2 separate regions of the Mus musculus genome follow, and region 2 is linked to region 1. A link is a contact called in public Hi-C data. All regions are on one chromosome and are shown on one strand. The core of a region is the stretch at or near the end of the contact, and the rest is flanking DNA. Distances in the headings are between cores, read along the strand shown.

The links. Hi-C and Micro-C count contacts between places; a contact is called where the count stands out from the background.
Region 2: a contact with region 1 is called in a Hi-C map of cerebral cortex, with 3 times the contacts expected there. The contact joins two enhancer-like sites. A contact is called at or near these places in 4 of 484 Hi-C or Micro-C datasets (cerebral cortex and cortical neurons) and 1 of 9 other capture datasets (embryonic stem cells).

What each region holds. Positions count from the first base shown.
Region 1 is chr11:52,640,510-52,645,785 of GRCm38.p6, reverse strand. The region is part of intron 2 of Gm30366 (a long non-coding RNA gene); the gene reads right to left. Among named protein-coding and RNA genes, the nearest start is that of Gm39823, 63 kb to the left of the region's middle. Within about 2 kb of position 3,620, at least 34 of the 459 cell types and tissues checked have an H3K27ac peak or open chromatin away from gene starts, as enhancers often do. A contact at or near this core is called in cerebral cortex and cortical neurons, where this site is marked.
Region 2 is chr11:52,885,238-52,890,823 of GRCm38.p6, reverse strand. All of the region lies in intron 3 of Fstl4 (follistatin-like 4), which reads right to left. Among named protein-coding and RNA genes, the nearest start is that of Fstl4, 120 kb to the right of the region's middle. Within about 2 kb of position 2,548, at least 22 of the 459 cell types and tissues checked have an H3K27ac peak or open chromatin away from gene starts, as enhancers often do. A contact at or near this core is called in cerebral cortex and cortical neurons, where this site is marked.

The DNA of each region.
Region 1 (5,276 bases), core at 2,371-4,870:
TCTATTAGATTGGAGGATTTGGAAACCAGCTTCTGGATGAATGGATAGATGCAATGGTGGGTAGATAAATGAATGGACAGATTATTAAGTATTCTATAAGAATATGAACTAGCAAGAAAGTTAGAGGAGAAAAAAGAAAAAGGAAAAACTGATGGTTAATTTCATATGTTAACTAGATGAGACCCAACATCACCTGAGAGATGGGCCTCTGGGCATGCCTGTGACAAATTATCTTGGTTAAGTTAGTTGAAGTAAGACAACACACCCACTGTGGGTGGCACCATCCCCCAGGCAGAGATCTTGAATTGTAGAAAAATAGAAAAAGCACTCTGAACACTAGCACACGTCCATAGCTCTGTTTGCTGGTTGTGGATGTAGTGTGACCAGCTTCTAGCTCCTACCACCTTTGACCTCCTCACATTAATGGACTGTACCCTGCGACTGTAAGCTAAGTTAAAACCTTTTCTCTCTGAGTTGATTTGGTGAAGTATTTGTTACACCAATGAGAAAAGTAAGGCAGGAGGTGAAGCAAAGGCTGGAGTGAATGGAAGAGGACTCTTTAGAACAACTGTCTATATAAGCCTCTGTTGGTGACACAGTCCTAGTTGACAATGGCCATGAATCTTAGGTGTGACTCCCTGAAAGCAGACCCAAAGATAGGGATTAGGTTTTGTGTGTTTGTTGTTGTTGTTTTAACAAACATTCTCTGGAAAAAGAATGTAGGAGTGGGGGAGTCGGATGCAGCCACAGCTAGAGTCTGGACCCATCCTGTAAAGCACAAGCTGCCCCACAGTTGACTTCATCTTGAGTAGATGCACCTGGACTGCCCCCCTCACACTGGGGTAGGAAAGTGGCAACACTCCCTGGGCAAAGTAGGTCCCGTCTTTAAGAAGGCAGAACGTGGAGAATTGCAGCAGCCACTGAGCCATGGGATGGGAACACTAGCTGGAGACAGGAGGGGGTCAACAAAGCTACCCACAGCATCCCCCTCACCACATAGGAACCATAGTGCTCTCTGACCTCTAGGCTGTCCACACAGCATAAAAAGCAACTCCTTAATCTAAATACAGACACAGGCAGTCCGCCTGGTGGTTGGTCCAACTGATACAGAGAAGCAAGCAGGGCTGCACTGTGGGGGTTGCTAAGCAGCTGAACATCAGAGGGAGACATACCCAGCTACTGTCAGAAGTGTCTCCTCATGATCCCCAAGTCCCGGTTTCCCAATAGCACCAGGAACACCTGCTGAGCACAGCCATTCCCTACTTCAAGGCAGATGTTAAAGAGAAAGGAAAAAAAAAAACTACATTCCCCCCAAACTATAGAGGGACACTATATAAGGTAACAAAAGCTATTTTCAAGGCCAGTGACAGAGACATAGAGATGGGAGAGGAAACTTCAGAAGCATGGACAGTAGGCATGGTCAGCAGTGATCAAGGTTGGTGCCCGGAGAGTAGTTGATTGATATAAAGCACCCAACATGTTGAACAATAGGTCCCTCGGCCCTCAGAGAGACCCTTGGAAGGGCCCTTTCACTGCCAAACCAGATAAACATGAGGGAGGGGCTGGGAGATGGCTCCCGCAGGTAAAGGTACTTGTTGCAAAGCCTGAAGAGTTCAAAGTTTAGAATCCACATAGTAAGAGGAGAGACCCAGCTCCCAAAAGTTGTCCTCTGACCTCCACAGGCATGCCATAGCACATACACGCACACAATAAAGCAAAAAGTTCATACATGTGCAGAAGAACTAACGAAAAGAAGCTCCTGAAAACTAAGCTGTTTCCTCCTCTAAGGAGCATGAGCATGGAGAGGGGGTCTCTCTTCCCTCCAAAGCAGAGGCCACACAGGTTTTTCACTCTGTGCACAGCAAGGCCGAGTGTGCAGACAGGGCACTGCCTAAACAGCAGGAGTCACACAGCTGAGATCAAAGGCCGAGGGCTGAGCAGAAACATCTCAAGTGGATTGAGCATCATCCTGTGGAAAGTCATCCCTCCCCGGGCATGCTTCCTTTGTTGCCTTCAGGTTCTCTCAGATTTGCAAGGGAAATATTTGAATATTCTTTTCACTTAAGGGCAAAACAAGAGCCTGTGAAGAGAAGCATCTCTGCCAGGAAGCAGCACATCAGAGGCAGAAAAAGCCCAATTTAGACTTGAGGGGTCCTGATTGGGATGGGAAAGACCCTAGACATGAAGCAGTCGGCACTCTTGCTCCTGGTGAGGTGTTGAGGATAAGGAAGGCAAGGACCATGGTCCAGGGGCAGGTCAGTGATAGAGCATGTCTAGAACCCAGGAACTTGGATAGCACCTTTCTAGAAAATCAGAGTGTCTAGAGAAGGCGCCTGCCATTTGCTGGTAGAAAATCAGTACTCTGCACCACGTAGAACACTGGGGTTCTGGCGTGGGGCCTTGAAAAGCAAAGACATTAGAGCCCAAGTCCAGTTCACTTATGGGTTCACGTATGGACTGACTCTACGGTTCATGCCTTCTGTGACTTTGGGGAAAGTTACTTTATTTCTCTGTACTTCTGTTTCCCTAACTGTGCAAAGAAAGAAAGAAAGAAAGAAAAAAAGAAAGAAAGAAAGAAAGAAAGAAGAAAGAGAAAGAAAGAAAGAAGGAAGGAAGGAAAAGGAAAGGAAGAAAAGAAAAGAAAAGAAAAGAAAAGAAAAGAAAAGAAAAGAAAAGAAAAGAAAAGGAAAGAAAAGAAGAAAGATTGATGCGCAGTTCACATCTGTAACCCAATATTCAGGAGAGAGAGGCCTGTGGAATATGGGCTCAAGACTAGCCTGGGCTACTACAGGAATAAGACTCTGCGGACAGTGTGGATGATACAGTTCACATGAAGCACCTAACATATTGGCATCTTTGAAATCAAACAGCAGATTCAGAAGTCGCTGATAAGTATAAACCTGGGTAAGTTACTATTACTGTTATCTGTCATCAGATATTAGCAAGATAAAGGCCGGTAAACTCGAGTCATGTGAAATTCTACCAGCCCCTTGTCATTTGCTCTCCTGGATGACTTTCCCCTCCTAAAAAGTCCTCCCCCCCCCCACCCCCCAAAGAGCTTCCCATTCCCATTTGGCTCCAAAAGCAAACTCTTGCACCAAGGAGACCTAAGCTCTCCTTCTGCCCACCAGTGATCGACTGGTTCAATGGTAATCACGTGACTTGTGTCTACCATCCAGGTCAGAGCTACAAGCAACCCCCACCAGGTCTGGAAGGTATAGAACAGAAACCGTGTCCTCAGTGGTTATCATTCAGTCTCTAGGTCAATCAGTCCCCTAAACTTACATATGGATTTTTCTGTTAACTAACTCAGGGAATATCATTCATGGTTTTAGCCCCCTTTATTTTGAGAGAGAGAGACTGAGGGGGTCACTTGCAAGCTCTTGCCTAAGTTCCACCATCAGCCCTCTATTAAGTCAGAACTTTCCTAAGTACATTTGAAACTAATGTCACCTTAAAAACAAGCCATGGGGGGTCCCTTGGCTCCTCCAAGAACTGGCCAAGCACAATTCAGCGGCTTCAAGGCCTCACTGTCGGGCTGAGCCTGACTCCCACTGTGTGATGAGTGTCTCCTATAATCGGGGCTTTGATCTTTAGAAGCCCTTGGTCCCCGCTGTGCTGCAAGGTGCTAGAGACAAGGCTGTCACCAGGCTGCGAGACATCCCTTTGTAAGTCCTGCTCTGGCACAGAGCTGTGTGGGCGCTGACAGCATCAGGCAGAGGCAGCTGTAACTGAACTCGGCTCTTGGCGGCAGTCAAAATCAAAGCCTCGGCTTTTCACCCCGGTTCCCTTGAAGCACAGTTGTTACACTACCCAGGACAAAAGGCTGTATTATCAGCTTTGTGAAACCCCTCTCCATCTGTCTCTCCTTTTCTGTTCCCGCTGAAGACGAGCAGGGGAACAGGCCTGGCCTGGCCTGAGATGCACCCATCTCCCTACAGTGTCAACGGGATGTGGGAGCAATTTTCCCCAGAGCATTTGAAAGATTCCGCTTGGGTTTCCATGGTAATTTTACAGAGCTGACACTCAATAGGTGCTTGGTAGATTGGATTTATTGAAGGGAAAAAGGCAGGTTAGATATTCCTAGACCAGGAAAGTATAGAAAAGTCTACTGAAAATTCTTTGGATCATCAAAAAAAGAGGGACGGAGGGAAAGTGGAGCAATTCTGCCCACAGTGGGGTCAAGGTTGCTTACTTTGGGGACTAAAACCTCAGCCCCAGCTTTCTTCCCTCCTCTGAATCAGGAAAATAACATTTTATGAGTTCCTTAGTCCATAAACAAAAACCATAATTTTAAAGATTTATTCTTATTTCTTACTGTATAAATGCACATGTATCTGTGTCTAGTCTCACCAAATAAAATAAAATAATAAAAAGACACTCTTGCCAGGCATAGTAGAAAAAACCTGCAATCCCAGCATTCCAGAGGTAGAGGCAGGAGGCTCCTTACAAGTTCAAGGTCGGCCTGGTCTACATAGTAAGGTCCAGGCTAGCTTGAACTGCATAGTGAGACTCTGTCTTCAGAACAATTAGTTAACTAATTAATTACTTAAAAATAAATAAAAGGACTCCAATTGCTGGCCCATACCATTAGGAGCAGAATGTTTCCAGAGTTGGAAAGCTAGCTCCTAATTGCAGGCAAAGCCCTTCCATTAGAAACACTCGCAGGAGGCTCTGTGGATTTGGCTTGCTGTGCAACTGGAGGAAGCTCTGACTTTGCGTTTATCAGAAAATATTGTAGACCTAGATTAGAGTTTAACAAGCAAAGGAGCTGAAAAAGAGCAAAATGAAAAGTCCCAACCCCAAGGAGAGTTGACCACTCGGACACCAGTGAACCCATGAGGAGATAGCCACCAAATCTCCAGGAGAGGGAGGACAGACTGCAGAGAAATGCAAGTACCTGCGAATAATATATGCAGATTAACGTCCTCTCAGCCAGAGTCGCAAACCAACCCAAGCGCTGCTGCAGGTGGTCCCTACTGCAAATAAACAGACTTGTTGGCAGAGATAGCTGCCCTGTCCTTTGACCCCCTCAGGCTCATCAAATCCATCCCTAAAAGCTCCATTCAGGGCCAAAGCTTCCTGGCAGGTTCCTCATGAAGCAACTCCCATTCCACAAGCTAAAAACCCCCGACACTCAGCTTGGTTAAAACTACAGACTGTCATTTTGTCAATAGATGCAGCCCATTTCTGAGGTCGGATCAATTCCAGAACAAAGTTTTGAGTGACAGCCTCACCCCTGGAGGGGTTCCAGAGACTCTTGCTTTTTGCACTCC
Region 2 (5,586 bases), core at 1,299-3,798, 250 kb before region 1:
TGCCTGCCCCGGGAGACCTCCGCACTGGATTATTCTGCCTAAGACAATTCTTACGATCATGTCTTCTTACAATGCTGGGCTGTACAGATGTGTAATTTCACTTCCCTGAAAGCTTTCCACATCCAGTCCAGCACAGGAGTGACTTGCCTGGCTGCTGGTGTCAGTGTCGTGACGACTGTCCCCAACAGATGTAATGAAAACTGAGTCCTACACTCCAAAGCCATTTCCAGGCATTTCTGGATACCTTGCCAGCACAGAGAACACAGAGAGGCAGGGGGAGCTTCGGAAGATGGACTGTTTCTACATCTGCGTCCTTAGACCTCATGAGACTCTAAGCACAGATTTTGATCAATGCTATTGCCGTCTATCTGGGTGAAACCAGCTCTGATGATGAGATGCTGACATCCCTTGGCAGACTGGTGCTTGGTTTCTGTACATTTGTCTCTTGCAACACTGAGAAGGAAGCCCACGGCTGCTGAGGAAAGGCGTCCATGCTCTTTCAGCATGCTGCTCTGGCACTCTGAGGGTGTGGGCACCATGGCACACCCGGTGCCCAGGCTTTTATCAGCGTGGAAAGTGAGGTATTTTCCCTCTTCTCAGTCCTGGAATCACAGGTTACTCTGAGTCAATATTTTGACAGTGTGCCTGTAAACAACTCTCTCCTTTCTGAGGCAGAAAAGCAAACATATCCATAGTGAATAAACACAGAAGACAGGGTGTCTCATGTCTGGGCTGCAGCATCCACACAGGAACCTATCCAGGGACCACATTCCAGCAACGCAGAGTAGACCACTTACACACAGACTGGCTATGTGCGGCAGCCTCCTGCCTAACTGTAGGTCCCCAAAAGCCCCATTTTCAGCCTCTTCTCCCATGGTCCTCTCCAGATGCGCCAATTACTACCTTTACTGGGCTCTATTGCTGATGTCACAGCAGAACCCAGACCTGTCACGGGCACCTGCGCTAGGTGACATGCCCCTAGAGCTTCTATGATGGCAGAAGCTGTGAGTGTCCCCCTCATGCCCCCATTTCTGTCAAAGTAGCAGTTCCTGTGGGCCAGGCCTTGGTAGGAAACCAGGACTCAGGCAGGCAGGCAGGCAGCCAGCATAGACTGTGTAGGTGGAGAGAAAGCATAAAATCACGGATGGAATCTTAACAGGACTCTGGGAAGTTGGAGAGAACCTTAAAAGCTTCATTTATTTTGCTCAAAATGAGACTTCAATGCACAGGCTCTAAAATGCTCACTTCAGCCTTTATCAGCCTCTGAGTGTTGTAGTTCTTCGTGAGCAGGACTATGAAGAGGGCGTCCAGGGGACCGAAGCTTCCTTAAACGCTCTCTTGCTGAAGATAGGTGTGAGAGAATACTGTGTGCCACTCACTGTGTTAGAACCAGAGTCCTCTCGGTAGGCAGCCCTGGGAACACAGAGCCCAGGGGAAGAGATTTCTAGTGACGTCTGTTGACACGTGTACATTCCCTATTTATAGGAAATGCCATAGTCATCATACGTGGGTATCTAGATGGGAGTATAGGGGTTTCTTTTTACATGTGTGTGCTCCTGTGTGTTCAAGTACACACATGCGCATGAGTGTGTGGAAGCCACAGACAAGGCTGAGAGTCATTCCTCAGATGCCTTTGATCTTTCTCTCAACATAGGGTCTTCCACTGGCTTGGAGCTTACCTAGGGGTCTAGGCTGACCAGGAAGACACAGAGATTTACCTGGTTTTGCCTTCTCACTGTGCCTGGCCTTTTTTTTTTTTTTTTTTTTTACAGTTTTACGATTCTGGAGTTTAAATTTATATATACTCATATGGCAAACACTCTGAGCAATCTCTCATCTCTCAAGACCTAAAATCAACAAAACTCACTCACTCTCTCTCTCTCTCTCTCTCTCTCTCTCACACACACACATACACACACACACACACACACACACACACACACACACACCTTATTCCCACCATTAATAAACTTATAATAATGCTGATCAATTAGAAAGAATGCCAGCTGTTAGGTGTACCACTCAGCCACAGGCCGCTGACCATCTACACCTCAGTCCCCCTCAAGGCTGTTTATAAAGCACACAGACATCTTCTAGGCAGCTCTCTTCTAACCCCAGTGGGTGGTGACTTGGAGCAAATCTCTCAGGGCATCCCATCATTTGAACAGTCATCTCCTGGTTACAATTACATTACTGGGTCCAAGGGGCCCGAGAGGTAAGGAGAATCACCCTTATAATATAGTTATTTGTTTGAGCTACTCAAGCAAAAGCCAGATGCATATCATCATGGCTGTGAGGCTATGTGTCTGGGAAAGCACCTATAAGCCGCAGTTACCAGCTGCTTCCCCTAATCCCACCCAGAAATCAGGCAACCTCCCAGGGTTTCCGTTCAGTTTAAAATGCGCTGTTCGTAATAGTGACAACTTACATTTGCTTCAGTGAAGCACACTCTTAACACGGTTTTAAATTCCTTCTGTGGCTGAACACAGGCTCAGATGACTAATCCCGTGTTGGGGATTTGGAGCCTCTGACATATTGCCAAGGCTTGCCACTGTGAACAGCTCTGCAGTCCCTTTGAAGTCCCTGAGGAAGCAAAGCTACACCCCACCCCCTCACCTCCCTCCTGCTACATACATTTTTAGCTGGATGAGAGGATTCTGTGAGAGGAGACCCACACCCTGCCATCTCAGATTTTGATCTTCATTTATTCTGCCAACCAATGTATACTGAGAGAGTCCTCTGTGGAGCATCTCCTTATGGCTGCCCCGCAGAGGTGAGTGGATTTCTGTGTCCTCAGTTCTCCCGGGGCCAGTCTGAAGCTTTGCAGGTGGAAGGCAAACTGCTCCCCTGAATACTCTCTTGCTCTTCTCAGAGACAGACAGTGAGGGGGTGGGCAGGAGGACAAGGAGATTGTCTGGAATTCTATTCTGAGTCTCAATCATCATTAGTAGAGGTCTTATTCCTCCATCATTTCCTACCCCTGTCTCTGCAGTCTTCTTGCTTTTGTTCCCATTAGCCCATCTGTCCCTCCCAGGGCCCCTGAAAGGGCAACCCAGCCCTCACTTTGTAAAGACAAGTTTCACAGTGGTCAGCATGTCTCAGGTTCCAGGACCATTAACCCTCATTGCTAAGATGGAGACTCAAGTGTACTGAGCCCTGGTCTTGGGCATAGCATGTGCCTGGGCTCTGAAGAGAGAGTGATGGGAACAAGGTGACAGGTTCAGGTCTGTCTCCAAAACCAACCCAACCCAACCCTTCCTCATCCTTTACACAATGCCCCACAGCACAGAGTGTGGCCTGTAACACTGCAGCAGATGTGACTAGAGTTTGTCCTTCGTGGCAACAAGACCTCAGCTTTCCACCTCTGGGGCTGTCGTGCCCTCTGGGGTAAGGAGTTCAGCACGGAAAACCACACAGTAATGAAGGAGTGCATTTTCCAAGCTTGGGTTCTCAAGCTCTTTTACAAAACAGCCGTGGTTTTTTTGTTTGTTTGGTTGGTTTTGTTTTTCGTTTTTTTGTTTTTTGTTTTTTAAATGTGATTGACACATTACCCTCTGAGAATATACAAGCTGATGATAGAAGAACCAAACATTTCCAAGAACAAAATTTCCTAGTGACTAATGCTATTCTCTAACCTTTCTGGAAGGAGTGGATGATTGTAGGTGAGAGGATAACTCAGCATAATTAAATTCCCCAAAGGGAGAGAGCAAGTGGGCCCAACAGTGGGAGGCCCTCCAGCTGTCCTCAAGACTACAGATTCCAACAAGACTTCTGTTTGCTTCATAAAAACCTGTGTTTTAACTTTGGGATTTGCTTGACATCTAGACAGGGAGGAGATAAAAGGGAGCCTCTGACTGCCACGTAATTTTAGTCAGTTGCAGATGAAACACAGCCATCACTCAAAGTGGGGACCCCATTCCCGGGGAAGATGAAAAGAGAGGGCAGGCAGAAAGTAGTGAGTGCAGTGAGGATGTCTGGAGTCCTAGCTACAAGCGCCTGCTGGGGGAGGGGAGAGACAGGAGGGGGGCGGGGCCGACAGAAAGGCACAGGTGCAGCTAGAGAATGAAGGTGGCTGGGGGGATGGGAGGGGAGGCCCAGGAGGGAAAGTGAGCAACTTGTTACACATTTTACAATGTTAAGAAAACAAAAAGTAGCAGCAAACTTTCCATTGCTGTTGATTTGGAGCACAGAGATGATCGTCTTCCTGTCTGAAGCAGGAAGTGGGCTGCATTATAACAGGCCTCACCCTAGCCCCTTATTCAGCTCATCATCATTCAGGTACTGCCTGATTTTGGACCCAGCTTGATGACCTGAGTTTGATCCCTGGGAGCCCCATAGCAGAGGAGAGAACTGACTCTTACAAGTAGTTCCCTGACCTCCACAAATGCACCCCAGCATGCTCCTGCCCGCTACATAACACACACACACACACACACACACACACACACACACACACACACACACACACACACACACAATTGTAAAGATTCAAAACCTTCAAAACAGGAGAAAAATGGAACAGGTGTATCACAGACACCTGATGGCTAATAAGGGCTCAGTTTTAAGTCAGCCAATGAGGCAATTCTCTGAAGGGCACATTTTAAAAACACATAGGTACCAGATCCCCTCCCACACCAAGAGTCAGCTTGAATCCCAGGAGGTCTATCATAACCAGGCACACAGGAGACACACCCCCACCCCAATAACTGGCCTAACTGGGACCCCCAGGGGAGCCAGAGGATGCAGAACCTATCTGCGCTGCTGGAGACACACCATCCTTCTGGTCCATGACTGTGCCTAGGAGCAGTAGCCCACACCCAGACCTATCAGAATCACACAAAACTTCTCAACCTGGGACTCTAAAAGCCAGCAGATCTTGTACAGATGTCACATAGACCCCAGGAGAATACAATCCCTATCAAAATTTCAAGGCAATTCTTCAGAGATAGAAAGAGCAATTCTCAACCTCATCTAGAAGAACCAACAACCCAGGATAGCAAAAACAATTAACAATAAAAGAACCAGGAGAATCACCATCCCTGACCTCAAACTGTATTACAGAGCAGTAGTGATAAAAACAAACAAAACAACAACAACAAAAAAACAAAAACAAAAACAAAAACTGTATGGTATTGGTACAGAAATAGACAGGTAGATCAGTGGAATAGAATTGAAGACCCAGAAATCAACCCACATACCTATGGTCACTTGATCTTTGACAAAGAAGCCAAAACCATACAGTTGTAAAATGACAGCATTTTCAAGAAATGGTGCCCCCCCCCCCCCAAAAAAAAAAAAGCTAAGCGGCACGCCTTTAATCCTAGCATTTGGGAGGCAGAGGCAGGCAGATTTCTGAGTTCAAGACCAGCCTGGTGTACAGAGTGAGTCCAGGCCAGCCAGGGCTACACAGAGAAACCTTGTCTCAAAAAATACAAAAACACACCCCCCCCCCCCAAAAAAAAAAAAGAAAGAAAGAAAAAAGAAAAGAAATGGTGCTGGTCTAACTGCATGTAGAAGAATGCAAATTAATCCATTTTTATCTCCTTGTACAAAGCTCAAGTCCAAGTAGATCAAGGACCTCCACAT